Linked DNA regions of Mus musculus: region 2 is linked to region 1. A link is a contact called in public HiChIP or PLAC-seq data. All regions are on one chromosome and are shown on one strand. Each heading gives the region's core, a stretch centred on a gene start, on an enhancer-like site or on the middle of the called end of the contact. The rest is flanking DNA. Distances are from core to core; before and after follow the strand shown. Region 1 has its middle 40 kb from the start of 4930471G24Rik. Region 2 overlaps Gm35991 (a long non-coding RNA gene).

Region 1 (6,758 bases), core at 3,146-5,645:
GTCACTGGCAACAGGACCTGAGAACTTACTTTCTGTCTCTTCCCTGTTTTCTGACAGGCCATTGTGACTGGCCACCTCACACTCCTGCTACTAGGACATCTGATCATGGTGGACTGTATTCTTCTTAACTGTGAGCCTAAATAGATCTTTTCTTCACTAAGTTGCTTTTATTAGGAATTTTGCCCTGATAAAATTAGAGTAAGAAAGGTAATGCATGCAGTAGTCATATAACAAATGCATGCCCTACCGATGAAGGGTAACGTGAGGTCTGGCCTTAAGATAGACTCTACTAGTTAGTTAGGGAACCAAATGACAATTTGTTTCTATTCTACATCGCGCGTGTGTGTGTGTGTGTGTGTGTGTGTGTGTGTGTGTGTGTGTGTGTATGCGTGTGCGCGTGTGTGCAATGCTACACTTACAATTTCGCTTACAATTGACAAAGTTCACCACACAGAATCCAACCGAATAGAGACGAGTGGATTTCAAATGAGAAAGCCAGGTCTTGGGGACATTCTTTAGAATCTTAGCTCATCCACGAATCTGAAATGTCCCACAGTTCTCTGTGGTGCCCACTCTTTTATTCAAGCACACTTAACTCAAGACTGTGTCACTGGCAACGAGAAGCGTCTTGAACAAAACAGCAATTAGCAGGAAAAGTGGGTCTGCAGTGTGAGCATTCGAAAACCTGTACGGGCAGCTATTGATTAATCCCAGGCAGAGAAAACGCACATTTCTCTGACTCCTGCCATGGCTCCTCATATCCCCCTCCCACATTTATTCCCTTCAGAGTTCCTGGATGAATCCACAGTTTCTCAGTAATTTACACCTTTGAGAACATTTAGAACCACATAACACGCTCAGGAAAGTCACCTTTCTAGGCAAATTGAAATCAAAAGTCCGGCTGCATTAGGTTTGATCTGGGTGTCTTTTTCTCACAACTCAGGCCAGACCTGTGGCTCTGAGCCTGCAGTAGAGGAGGGGAGATCACTTCAGCTTTGAGAACTCCTCCCATGGGGTCAAGCTTTCATTTAGCTGCTGCTTCTATGGTTGTCTTTTGGCTGTCAGTTAGTGGGCAGTGGGTCTGCCATTGTGAAGAGCTTCCGAATGCTCGCCCTGGCACTATGCCTGCCCTCTCCTTCCCCCTCCTTCTTGCCTTTTGGCCCCTCCCCTGCCCTCCCATTCCCCATTCCTTCTCTTTCCTTCTTCTTTCTCCTCTTCTCCTCTTCCCATCCATTTCTTGGGTTCATCAGCCAGCATCCTCAGGTGACACACCCTCTATCTGGCCCGAGTGGCATCCTCTCAGCCTTGGTCTACAGGGGTTATCTCTATGAGGCTCCCTGCCCTCACAGCTCCTTTTACAACATGTTCCCATCAAGCTCAGTGTGAAACTCAAGCCTATTCGGGTTGAAGGAAACTCCTGACTCACTTTTAAAGCAGGCCATTGGGAGTTCCACCCCAGTCATGCATTCTCTTGTCGGATGATCGAAGATGGTGCTAGCCAGATTCGCTGATTTTTTTCCAGTTTGGCAACAGAAAGTAGTATCTATTTTTAAGAACACTGTCAAACTTCAGGGTATGCCCATAAATCCCTCCTAAATGTCAAGTGCTCCCCAGGCCTCTCTTGTTAAATACCAATGTACTAGGGCTAAAAACTTCTGGCGTTTGGATGTGTCTGTTCTGAGACTCTTTGCCTCTGAATGTATTTGAAATATCTGCAAAAGTCTCAGCAGAGCCTCCTTAACTTTGATAGGTGGGGAGAGCCCTTTCTCTCCTTCTTTATGGCAGATTTCCACCCACTCTCCCTTATTTATACAGATATTTTTCTTTTTCCATGATATAGCTCCCTTACCAAGAATTCTTGTCTTTGTCTGAAGGTTGAAGAAGTAGCTTGTGCAGAGAAAAGAAAAAAATAAATAAAACAACAACAACAATAACAAACTCCAGTTCAGTTCACTATAGCATCACCCTGGCAACTGCTTTTTGAGATGCTAGGACATCTGTTGACAAGGTTGATGCTCTATATGCTTGCTGGCCACTACGGGGAACTATGTGTGGATGCAGACTCAGTGCTGAAGAAGGAATCTGCAAGGGTGTTAGTGAGCCAGGATTTGGTCCTTTAGTTAACGGATCATTAGAGAATCGAGGAGGCTCTAAAGAAGAGGCCAGGGCAGTGGGATGAGGAACCCCAGGGAGGTTAGTGTTGGCTCACTGAGAGTTAATTGGGGTGCATCTCAGTGGTAAAGCACTTGCCTAGTATGTATGACACCCTAAGACCAAGCCCCATAGGGTCAAAAAGCAATAACCATAGCACCAGCTGAGTATCCTTGTCTTTGAACTCAGCAGCCAGCTGAATGATAACCTGGATGACTGCTTGGCTTCCTTTGGTTTGAAGCTTATGGGGAAAATCCCCAGATAGCAAGAGAATCTCAACTCTGCACCATCCTGTTACATTGGTGCTGTCCTATAGACCCTTGACAAACTTAACTGAATTAAGGTGTAAAGCTTGAGGAGAGACACCCATAAGAAAGTAGCAGGCATGAGAAGAAGGAAACCCAGACAGTGTGCGAGAACCCGATGAGTTCTATGAAAAGTCGGGCCTTTGTAACAGAGAAGACAATGAGGCTAAAGGGGAAAGAAACATCTGTGTGTTCAGTGATGATTTTCTTAGGAAAATCCTGTTGTATGCAATTGTGGCTTTGTGAGCATTTTCCTGGCATGTTCTAGGTCCTGGGTTTGATTGGCAGCACACACACACACACACGCACACGCACACGCACACGCACACGCACACGCACACGACAGAGAGAGAGAAGGAGGGAGGGAGAGACAGAGAAAGACAGAGAAGAGGAGAGAAGAGAACACCCCCCCACACACACACACACACACCCTCAATAGGATGCTGAAGCTGGCTGAAAGCAAGAGAGTGCTAAAGGGAAGGGAGGTGATAGCTCAAAAATGGTCCAAGCAAATAATTCCAGGAGGGGATCTATAAGGATGTGTAGAAGTTGGATGCTGTTTGAGTGGTGTATGGAGCAAGTGAGTGCTTGGAGTTTCTCTGTTCTGTAACAACTTAAGTATATTTGAGAGCAGAGCAGGAGTTGGCTGAGAGTGAATGGCTGAGACAGAGGTGAGAACATGGTGCCCTGTCCTCCAGCTGGGACCACTGGATCACAACTCACACAACTTGGGGACTGGCTTGGAGATGAGGAAGTTCTTTTCCCTTCCAAGACTGAATGATGATGTCTGAGTATTCATGAGAGTGTGAGAGAAGCTTAATTAAGCAAAAGGAGTAGTTGACAAAAGGAAGCCCTTCTTTGGCATTCTATGGAAGGAGGAAAAGACGGAGAGACAAGGAAGCTATAATGGAGAATAGTGAAGGGAAATGCACAAGAAACGTCTAGAATATTCCACGGAGAGTGGAAAAGAATTTTCGGGGCTGAATTATGGGTTCTAGAAGAGGTTCTAGATGGGTGGGACGTGAAGTTGTTGGTAGGTCTGGAAGCTGTGATCTCACCTGTGTATGCCGCAGGGCTAGGGAGAGAAGGCAGAAGAAGGTAGCAGATTTGCTCTGGAGAAGAAAGATGACAGTGGTTAGCCACAGCCCCGGGAAGGAGGGGAAAACGGGACAGAACAGAGTGGCTAAAGACTTCAGGCTGATGGGAAGGATGGACGGGACATCAGCATCAGTTACGAGGTTCAGAGTAAACGGCAGATCTTTGATATGGGAGGTAGATTGTTTAACTTTGCAATGAGAGGAGAGAATGGAATATTAGTTTTTCTCTGAAATGGAAACTTGCTCGTGTGGCTTGCTGAGGTCCTGGAGGAGCTGTCTGAGATGTGACTGAAATGGGAAGTCACCAGGGGTACAAAGCTGCGTTGGCTTTGGCTTTTGATCTGAGCTACATTTCAACAGAACATTTCACTGAAGAAATAAGAAAGGAAAGGCTAGGGCCTGGGATGAGAACGGAGCCCCGTGTGTGGACCTCTGCAAATGTGTGTGTGTGTGGTCTTTGGACAACAAACATTTTGTTTTCAGCAAACAGCTTGTATCTTGTGCTTCCTTAATTTAAAAAAAAATGAGAGAAATACCATACACAAAACAGCCTGTCATTGCTGGCCTTGGAGGAAGAAGGCAGACCACTGAGTGTTTTTCAATCCTCAGTTCCCCGTGCTCCCTCTCACAGGAGAAAGAAACTCAGAGCAACAAAAGGTGCTCAAGAAAGGTTCTTTCAGACAAAATTTGGTGGAGATTAAAAGAGGCCAAAAGTTCAAATGAGAAGGAGGCACCGCCAAGTAAGCAGGAGCTGAGCCAAGGGGAAGGAAAAGGAGTGACTGGCTTAAAATGCAAGTAACCATGGCGAGCCTGCGCTTCAATGCTAGAATCTGGTTGAGAAGCGATATCACACAGAGCCCTGGTTGTTTATTCAAAGCAAACCATGAGAGAACAGTTGTCTCCAATGGGTACCCGCACAGCTTGGCTCCAAAATTATAAGCACACTTTCAAAAGCATCCAGGGCTTCTTCCCGACCCTTTAGTATTAAGCAAAATGAAAAAGAAAGCACCGAGCGTACTGTCCGTGTCTCCGATGGGCTTGCTCACGCTTTACATGTGGGCAAGCCTTCTGGATGTCAGATGCTGAACTGGTGTTCCCGCTACTCTACTTGCAGATGCCACTGGAAACTTGGGCTGACTATGAGTAGTGTCGTTATTTCCCGAGGTTCGTAGAATGGTGCCTCTTCAGAGGGAGAAGAGCTTTGAGTCGGCTGAAGGGCTACAGGGATAAAGACGGAGTGTTTAGCTGGAAGACTCAGATACACCTGATAGAATACAGCAACATACTCTGCAGAGGACAGAAATGTCACACACACACACACACACACACACACACACACACACACACACACACACACATACACACACACACACAGAGGGCACTCTTTCTAGCCTGGATAGTTCATCTGGAATAGAGGCCTCCACCATTCTCATATGGATGATGTCATTATCAATGTCAAAGGGCTTTTGGAAGGGAGAGAGGTCTTCTGTAGCTACCTAAGGCCCTGAAATTGAAATAAAAGCTCCTGAATTGTTTGGCCCGTCTGTTTCTTCGGGGTAGTATATTCACTATTTCCTTCAGATTAGAGTGGTTACTACTCCCAAGCCATTAACAACTACAGAGCTCAAAGTGTCATAAAATGAAGCACGTTGGCCATGCTTGGCCATATAAAAGGAATATGACTGGTAGTTTCTGCTCTGACAGCAGGGGAGTTTGTACAGTACTATAGGAAATCCTGGTTAATGGATCCAGCCTAGCCAAGAGGGCAATGGCTGCCACCCAAATCCAAGAGAACCAATGTTACAGCAATTAGATTTAAAGGAACATGGACTCTCTGCATCCCCTTTCCAATCTTGAGCTATCAGAAAGCTTGAGTAATAGGAGTATTATCTGAAAGTAAAGAAGTATATTTCAAAGGTCGACTTGATGGTTTGACAGAGCAGCTTACAGGAAGGGAGGTCATCTTGTTCTGGGTCCCATGAACTAGCAACGTGCTCTAGCACAAAAGATAAAACCCTCTGGCATCGGAGTAAGTGTATGAGGAAGGGGAATTATTTCAGTTCATAGTTTGTGGTACAGTCCATCACTGTGGTGGCAAGAGCAGCTTGAGTTATGGTGCAGGAGCGTGAGGCAGATGGTCACACTGTGTGCCCTGCCAGGAAGCAGATGGATGCTGGGTCCCAGCTCAAAATTGCCTCTTTCCAGTTTTATTCAATGAAGTACAACAGCCAATGGGATGGTACCTACTTGCATTCAGAGTGGGTCTTCCCTCCTCTGTTAAACCACTTTGGAAATGTCATCACAGATATATCTAGAGGTGTATCTCTTTGGTGATTCCAAATTCACTCAAATTGGCAACGGTGATGAGCCTTGTGGTAATGTTTCTTAGTTTATCCATTCTCTCATTCCCATATAACACCCTGACATTTACTCTGCATAGGTCTGTGTGGACTACATAAGCTAGGAATGCAAGAAGAGAGAGACATTGTGTCTAACTATCTAACCATGTAAGAGAAGGAGTGGCATGGTGGAAACAGAAAGGAAATAATCAGGAATGTAGTAGAGGGGAGGTGATGGCCTGGTAGATCTGAGAACTTCCTGTTCTCAAATACAGAATGACATGTACAACTCAACTGCCTGTTTCCCCACTGCCAGATCTTTGACCTTGTACAGGTTACTTAATTTCCCTGTGCTTCTAGTGTCCTTGAGATAAAGGACCATGGTAGTGGAGGAGCTCTGTAACACCGATGTGGGGATTAAGAAATGGCAGAAGCAATGAAGCAATATCTAGCATAGAATATGCTCTATTACAAAAATTAATGTATAATGAAGCTATTGGAATGTCCCATCCAGACAGATGTTAAATACACATTCATCCTAGAAGTTCATGGAATGTTCTTTAAAATATACCAAACTATTTCTCTCTTTCTTTCCTTCTTCCTTTCTTTCTTCCTTCCTTCCTTCCTTCCTTCCTTCCTTCCTTTCTTTCTTTCTTCCTTTTTTCCTTCCTCTCTCTCTCTCTCTTTCTTTAAATCATATTAGAATAACACTAGAAATCAATAGCAAGTGAAACCATAAAAATTAGAAAAACTTTCAGACTGAAAAACCCAATCTTGAATCATAAATAGGTTTTTGAATAAAACAGGAGGGAAATTTTAAAACCAGAAAATCAAATAAAGTGAGAGTAGAACCAACCAGAACCATT
Region 2 (6,758 bases), core at 2,052-4,551, 140 kb after region 1:
CTGCTTATGCAGAAGTACTTTTATTCCCTGAGCCATCTACCCAGGCCTCCTCCAGGTACTGTTTAACCAAGCTCTCCAATGCATCCAGTTATGACTTGCTCTCCACAAGCTCCCCATGGGCTTGATTTACCTTTGGTTAAGAAGTAAAAGCAGGGACTAGAGAAATGGTCCAGAGAGTTAAGATCATCACTGCTCTTCTTATGATGCCAGTGGTTCAGTTCCCACAACCCACATGGTGGCTCACAACTGCCTAACTCCAGTTCCACAGGAGATGGCACCCTCTTCTAGCCTCTGCAGCACTAGATATGCACATGTTTTTTACCCTGAGCTACATCAACTTAAATTTAAAAAAAAAAAAAGAGTACTTTTGGCTCATGGTTTCAGGGGCTTCAGTCATGATTGGCTGGTTTCATATATATATAGTATATTATATAATATACATTATATATAATATAATATATAATAATGTATATTATATATCATATGATATATAAGCCTGGTGAGGATTGACTCAGCACTCGAAGCAGGGCTAGTTCATAAAGACACAGAAGCACTTTGGAGAGAAAAGGGTTAAGTGTATATATGCTGTTGCCTGATTTGGTTGTCTGTCAGAATGCATGCTCTAGGGCAAATGCTGCTATAGGTCATGGCCTTAAAGAAGAAAGAGCATTAGCTATTGAACTTGTCCTACTGGTCAACCAAACGGTCCCTGAGCAATTTCGCAGGAAGTAAAAGAAAAACAGTTCTCCTAAAGATGTTTTTTTCAGTAAAATGGCCACCACTAGTTTCCATTGCCTTTCCAGAAAGCTAGCAAAGAGCACATCTCATGTGTGACCCACAGACACTCACTCAGTCACCCTATCCTGATTGCGCCTAATGACTCTTCTTGGTTTAATGGTTTTCATTGTAACTACTAATTCTGTCCCTAATGACTCCATGATGAGAATTATGACTGCTCTTACAGAACAGAATTTCAAATAAAGAGAGGCACTGTAGAAAGAAAGAAAGAAAGAGAGAGAGAGAGAGAGAGAGAGAGAGAGAGAGAAAGAAGAAAGAAAGAAAGAAAGAAAGAAAGAAAGAAAGAAAGAAAGAAAGAAAGAAAGAAAGAAAGAAAGAAGAGTGAACAAGCCAGAGAGTGTCAGGACATAAATGTTAATTTGTTTACTTTTTTAACTTCTTTGAGATTTTTTTTCCCACAAAACCCATAAAACTAGGAGCCAGCTAGAGTAGAAGCACTTGTGGCCACACCTGATGATCCAAGTTCAAGCTCCCCAAAACCACATGGCATAAGGAAGGAATTGGCTATCTCAAGTTGCCTTTAGACCACACACACACACACACACACACACACACACACACACACATACACACACCACAAATAAATGAATACAGACATAATAATATTAAAAGTACATAAATCTAAAGCATATTTCCTATATTGGCAGTAAAGGACATGTACAACATTCCACTTGAGTTTCTTATATGTAGTTTTCCCTTCAGAAATTCTCTGTCAGGTAATGCAGTGGTCTGCTTTGTGTTGCCATCCACTTGCAAACCATGTTTCTGGGTTCCTTTCCATGAGCAGATGAAGAAGCATTTCCATGACACCGTGAAAGTGAACCACCATCTGGCAAATAACCTCGGGCATAAGCTCAGCATGTCTTGGCCTTTGAAGAGGACAGTCCCCAGCCTTCTGTAGCCATGGGTTAGTTGAATTAATTGGTGCTATCCTATGTCTAATGGTTGTTTTCAAACTAGAATCTTCCATGCCTAGAGAAAGGACTGAGAGATGGCCGAAGGGTCAAAGAGAAAAGAAGGTCTGGCTTGAGTAGGCTAAAGGAATTCTCCATGCCTCTGATCCTGCCTCAGTCCTTATAGCTTTACTAACTGAGATATGACATCACAGTTGACCTCCTAAACCAAGCCACCTTATGTTATGAGAATCTTCCACACTGCACCACAAGGAGATCATTGAAGTTGCCATTAAGTCCTTAGGCTCAACTCATCTCTGTTCCTTATACCACTTGGTTCAGGCTTTGAGCCTGAATCAAACTGTGAGTACCACTCATCTGTAGGCTCTAAGACCTTGATGACCACATAGACCAAGTGGAATGAAGCTAATGAGAAATTCTTTAAACTCACAGTTGTGAACAAGGAAGAACTATAGCCGTATGGATGATGGTATCTTGGGATTAAATAATACTAACATTGTAGGTGTGTTAAGATGGAACCAATGCTCTGACAACCACACTGCCCTTATCCACTCTTCTCCTTTTACTGTTGAAGCTGGAGCCATGTAGTGCTAAGAAGGCAAGGGGAAGGGGCTCTGGAGGTCCGGAGCCCGTGGTTCAGGTAGCCCTGAAACTCACCTTACACTCCTCATAGAAGCTAGCGATGTCTCTGTCCAGTAAGTCTGTTTGAACAGGAGTTTCATCTCCTGCAGCGGGAGCTGTTCAGTCAGGGTGTCCTCCTTCTAAGAGACTGGGCACCACTCTCCAGTCCCGTGAGCTGCTTGTAATGGTGGATGTTCCTCACGTTTCCTATTCCAATGAGAAATGTCAACATCTAAAATGAGAGAGAGAGAGAGAGAGAGAGAGAGAGAGAGAGAGAGAGAGAGAGAGAGAGAGATTGTCATGTTACATAAAACCCAGTGGCCCTCCTGTCTCAGCTTCTTAAATGCTGGGGTTACAGGTATTGACTGCCACATCCAGCTTTCAAAATGGAAGGTAGTATATTCTGTGTTTAAAAGTTCTTCTTTTACTTTAAAGGGTGTTCTTGCCCATTGAAAACAGGGCAGCATAAAATGATCTCTAAAACAAACCCAGGGAGCTGAACAAAAGATCTTCCTGGTGTTATTTCCTGCTTTTGTTCTCAGTGTTCCTTTCCTCCTAATGAATGACAGAGTAAGTGAGAATATTCAAATTTATATAGAGAATATTTAGAACTGATCAATTGAGAAATATTAGAATTTCATTATAACTTTCCAAATGAATCCACATTAGAATTTCAGGTGTTATAAATGAATACTGAATTTTATTTTTTTCTTTTTGAAAAGAGGTATGTTTCTTGGGGCTACTTGAATCACAGAATTTATTCGACCGTGTACTTCACACACAAACAAACCCGGGTGGTATCAGCACTCATAACGTAAAAAGGCCTGGCTGAAGACAGGTATTGGGGAGCCCACTCCTAATGCTGGTGTGAACACCATCCGACATTCAAAGAGCTGTTCACGAGTCTCCACTGGGTCCTGGCAGCCAGCCCTTCCCACCCCCTTCCCATTCTGCACTGCCTCATGTTTACACAGAGAGAGCGAAACTGTTGCCAGCGTTTAATACAGCATAATTTATAAGCTGAGAAGAGAACTCAGCATGCCTTCCCTTTAACAGGGAAACAGACAGACTTTCAGAAGCAACTGAAGGGTGGAGACATTTCTTGGAAACCAAGGTAACTGCTGAGTGGCCACATCCTTTCTGCCCCACAGGGTTTGCTTCTCAGAGGTTGGCAGGACCCTCCTGGGAAAGATGCCTCTGACAACCCTTCTCCCTGAATAATAGAAGGAAGAGTCAAGCTGCTGAGGCTGTTATTTCTAAAGCTCTTAATGCATTCATTGCTTCCTTAGCCTGGGAACGGCACCCAGGGGCTCTGAAATCAGAGGGTTCCCTTAAAGGGAAGGTCCACCGCACAGAATCTGTTAGGTCTGAGCCCAGAGATTCTGCAGTGTCAGAGGCTAGGGAGACAGCACCATATACTGATTACTGCTATCCCCACCCCCGACCTAATACAGCCACTGGGAACTACTCAGCTGAACATAGTCTTCTCAATGCAAGTCCCATTCAGATCTCCAGGAATCCCAACCATGAGACATCTCGAAGCATTTGTTAAAAGTGTTAAATGTGCCTTGACCTTACAGGTACCATCATGAAGGTGATCGTAGTCAGGCCTCCCCAAAATTTAAGATCCTAATTATGCCTTTTGGGGTTCCACACCCATTTAATCAATTCTCCCAATTACTGCACCAATGGTACTTCCTTTAGAGTCCATTTCCTCGAATCTTCCCCCAAGGCCTGATTACTAGCTTGTTTGGATGCTGTGCTTGAATTGGACTTCAAACAAACACATCAGCCTTTCTGCTGTATTTGAATGTCTTAGACATGCATTGGAGCCTACATCCCTGCTTGCCTGTCCCTGGAATCCATTTCTGCCATCTTAGAGCCCTGCCTGATGTTTTGCCTAGCTACCTCCTAACCATTTCAATGACAAATAAACACAGGCTCTTATAGACTATAGAGCCCTAGATTCCCCCTAGAGACGGTGCTCAGGATGGGGACCAGGTCAATTATGCTGATTATCCAGCTAATCCCTACCATTAGGATAAGCACTCTGGTATCCCAGCATGTAAGGGTAAGACACTCTAGAGTAAACCTGGAAGGTTGCTGATGCCTGGGATGGGTATGATAATGACTCTCCTGCCACATTCCGGTCCACAGACTCCAAAGTCCACAGCAGCACTCGGTCTCATGAACTTGACCTTGATCTTTGAGTTTATCCAAAAAGATGCCACCTTGGGACCCTCACAGTAGCTGGCTTAGCACCACTCAGGGACTTCTCTATACAATACCCCCTTGCTCAACCACACTGAAGCCTTCCTCGTCAGATGCTGTCTCTCCCAGAGGCCTACAACAATTTAACGTTCACAAAGACAGAAACTATCAATCCATTCTCAGGCCACCAGTGCTTTCTGATAGATATTTATTGTTATTATTTTGCAGTGGAAGAGCTGAATGAAGAAATCAATTTTTCTCTTTGGGCTTTCTATTGGTGGGGAAATAAGACAGGTCCTCACAAGACTGAAGGGCTAGGGATGTACCTATGGGGTTCTCTCAGTGTAGCACTGCCATGAGATAAAGTGATCCAAAACTTGTCAAGATGAGCATGGAAGCTCAAGCTTGGGGTGGCATTTTCCTTTCATTCCATTGTCTGGATATAATACTTGCTAAATAGTCATCCCTTTTACCAGGAAGCCTGTTAATTAAACCAAGATAAGCATGAAGTCATCTTACTACACCCTTCTGACATTGACCTCAGATGTCTCTAAAATGTAGAGTCAAAATGGTGTGTGTATGGTATGTGAGTGTGTTTGTGTGTATGCATCTCTCTCTCTCTCTGTCTGTCTCTGTGTGTGTGTGTGTCTGTATGTGTGTGTGGGGAGTGTGAGTATGTTTGTATGTATGTGTCCGTGTCTGTCTGACTGTGTGTGTTCGTGTGTCTGTGTCCATGTGTGAGTGAGTGTGTGTGTGTGTGTGTGTGTGTGTGTGTGTCTGTCTGTCTGTCTGTCTGTCTCTGTTTCTGTCTCTCTGACTCTTTCTTTCCGGAGAGGTGAATGGAATTTGAACAAAAGAACTTCTTTTTTCCTGGTTCTCAAAAAGGATAAAACTTCGAAATGTGTATGTGGTGTGTGAGTGTGTGTATTTATGTGTATATGTCTCTACCTGTCTTTGTCAGTTCGTCTGCCTCTCTCTCTCTCTGTGTGTGTGTGTGTGTGTGTGTGTGTGTGTGCATGCTATGTCTCAGGCTACATCAAATGGAATTATGACAGCCACTCTCTTTCCTCCATGCTCCCTCAGAAGAAATGGAAGGAAGAATGAGGCAAATGCAAACAATGACAAAAGCAAACTACTCCGGGCCATCTGAGGTTGAGCCAAGCAGATCTTATTAAACATGGAACAAGACAAGCACATGAACACGGACCAGCCACGCGCTCTTGATGATTCGGTGTCTCCTCTCTTGACCCCAAGCCCTGCTCTCACTATTCTGAATTTGCCCTTCCGTGGACAAGGACGCATTACTAACTCAGGGGGAGGAATGTTTCCATCACTTCCTCAAGGTCACTTAGGTTTGCCTTGCTGGTCCTATTCTGCTCTTGGTGACCGCAGTGTCTTACAAAGTCACCATACTTGGTGTGTTTTTAAAGCTTCCAGGTGGTGAGTCCACAGGTTTTCATCTAAAATACTGACAACCACAGGCAAAAAATCCTGTAAGGTAGCACTTCAGGTAGAAGAAATTTAACAATATTGGAACTTAAGAAAAACAAAATGTCCCAACAGACTTGGCCCAGCACATCCTCCCCTCCAGAGAGGTGAACGGAATTTGAACAAAAGAACTTCTTTTTTCCTGGTTCTCAAAAAGGATAAAACGTCGAAATGTCAGGCTTTATGTAAAAGTCTTCTAAGTCTACTTAACATTATTAACTAAGTCATGAGGATGAAGGATTCAGGTAGCATGGGTGCAGGCAAGATAATGCTCTAGTTCCATACACTGTTTCTTTCAAGAGCCAAATTGAAATTTTCTACTCTCCTATCGTGTAATTTAAAGAACAGTCTTTAGTTGACCTTTGTTCAGGGCCAAGTGGCTCTTTTAACAAAACGATGATCCTGGCTTTTAAAATATATAAATGAACAGAACACAGAGCAATTGTAGGGCCGTGGAAATAATCTGTAGGGTATGATAATGTGTCCATATGCATTCGTCAGAACCTGTCTGATGCACAATGTCAATGAAATGAGCTTTAAACTTGTATGATGAGAAGATGCTAAAATGAATTCATCAGTCATAATGAGAGTACTCTTGAGACGGGGCCCAGAGAAATGGCTCAGCAGTCAAGAGCATTGGTACCCACATAGTAGCTCATAGCTATCTATGACTCCAGTTCTGGGGATCTGACATACTCTTCTAGCCTCCATAAGCACCAGGCATGA

What was found. HiChIP or PLAC-seq counts read pairs in DNA pulled down with a chosen protein or histone mark.
Region 2: an H3K27ac HiChIP or PLAC-seq map of neural progenitor cells shows a contact between it and region 1, with 5 times the contacts expected there. The contact joins two enhancer-like sites. A contact is called at or near these places in 4 of 484 Hi-C or Micro-C datasets (brain, cortical glia, forebrain and 1 more) and 4 of 115 datasets of contacts at active chromatin or transcription factors (astrocytes, embryonic stem cells and neural progenitor cells).

The regions. Positions count from the first base shown.
Region 1 is chr13:47,703,811-47,710,568 of GRCm38.p6, forward strand. No RefSeq gene overlaps it. Among named protein-coding and RNA genes, the nearest start is that of 4930471G24Rik, 40 kb to the left of the region's middle. Within about 2 kb of position 4,396, at least 19 of the 459 cell types and tissues checked have an H3K27ac peak or open chromatin away from gene starts, as enhancers often do. A contact at or near this core is called in astrocytes and neural progenitor cells, where this site is marked.
Region 2 is chr13:47,845,275-47,852,032 of GRCm38.p6, forward strand. Gm35991 (a long non-coding RNA gene) reads left to right here. Exons shown (of 3, transcript XR_382321.2): 2 at 1,586-1,705; 3 at 5,628-6,669. Gm52029 (a long non-coding RNA gene) reads right to left here. Exons shown (of 3, transcript XR_003950538.1): 3 at 2,195-2,565. Among named protein-coding and RNA genes, the nearest start is that of Gm35991, 4.8 kb to the left of the region's middle. Within about 2 kb of position 3,302, at least 26 of the 459 cell types and tissues checked have an H3K27ac peak or open chromatin away from gene starts, as enhancers often do. A contact at or near this core is called in astrocytes and neural progenitor cells, where this site is marked.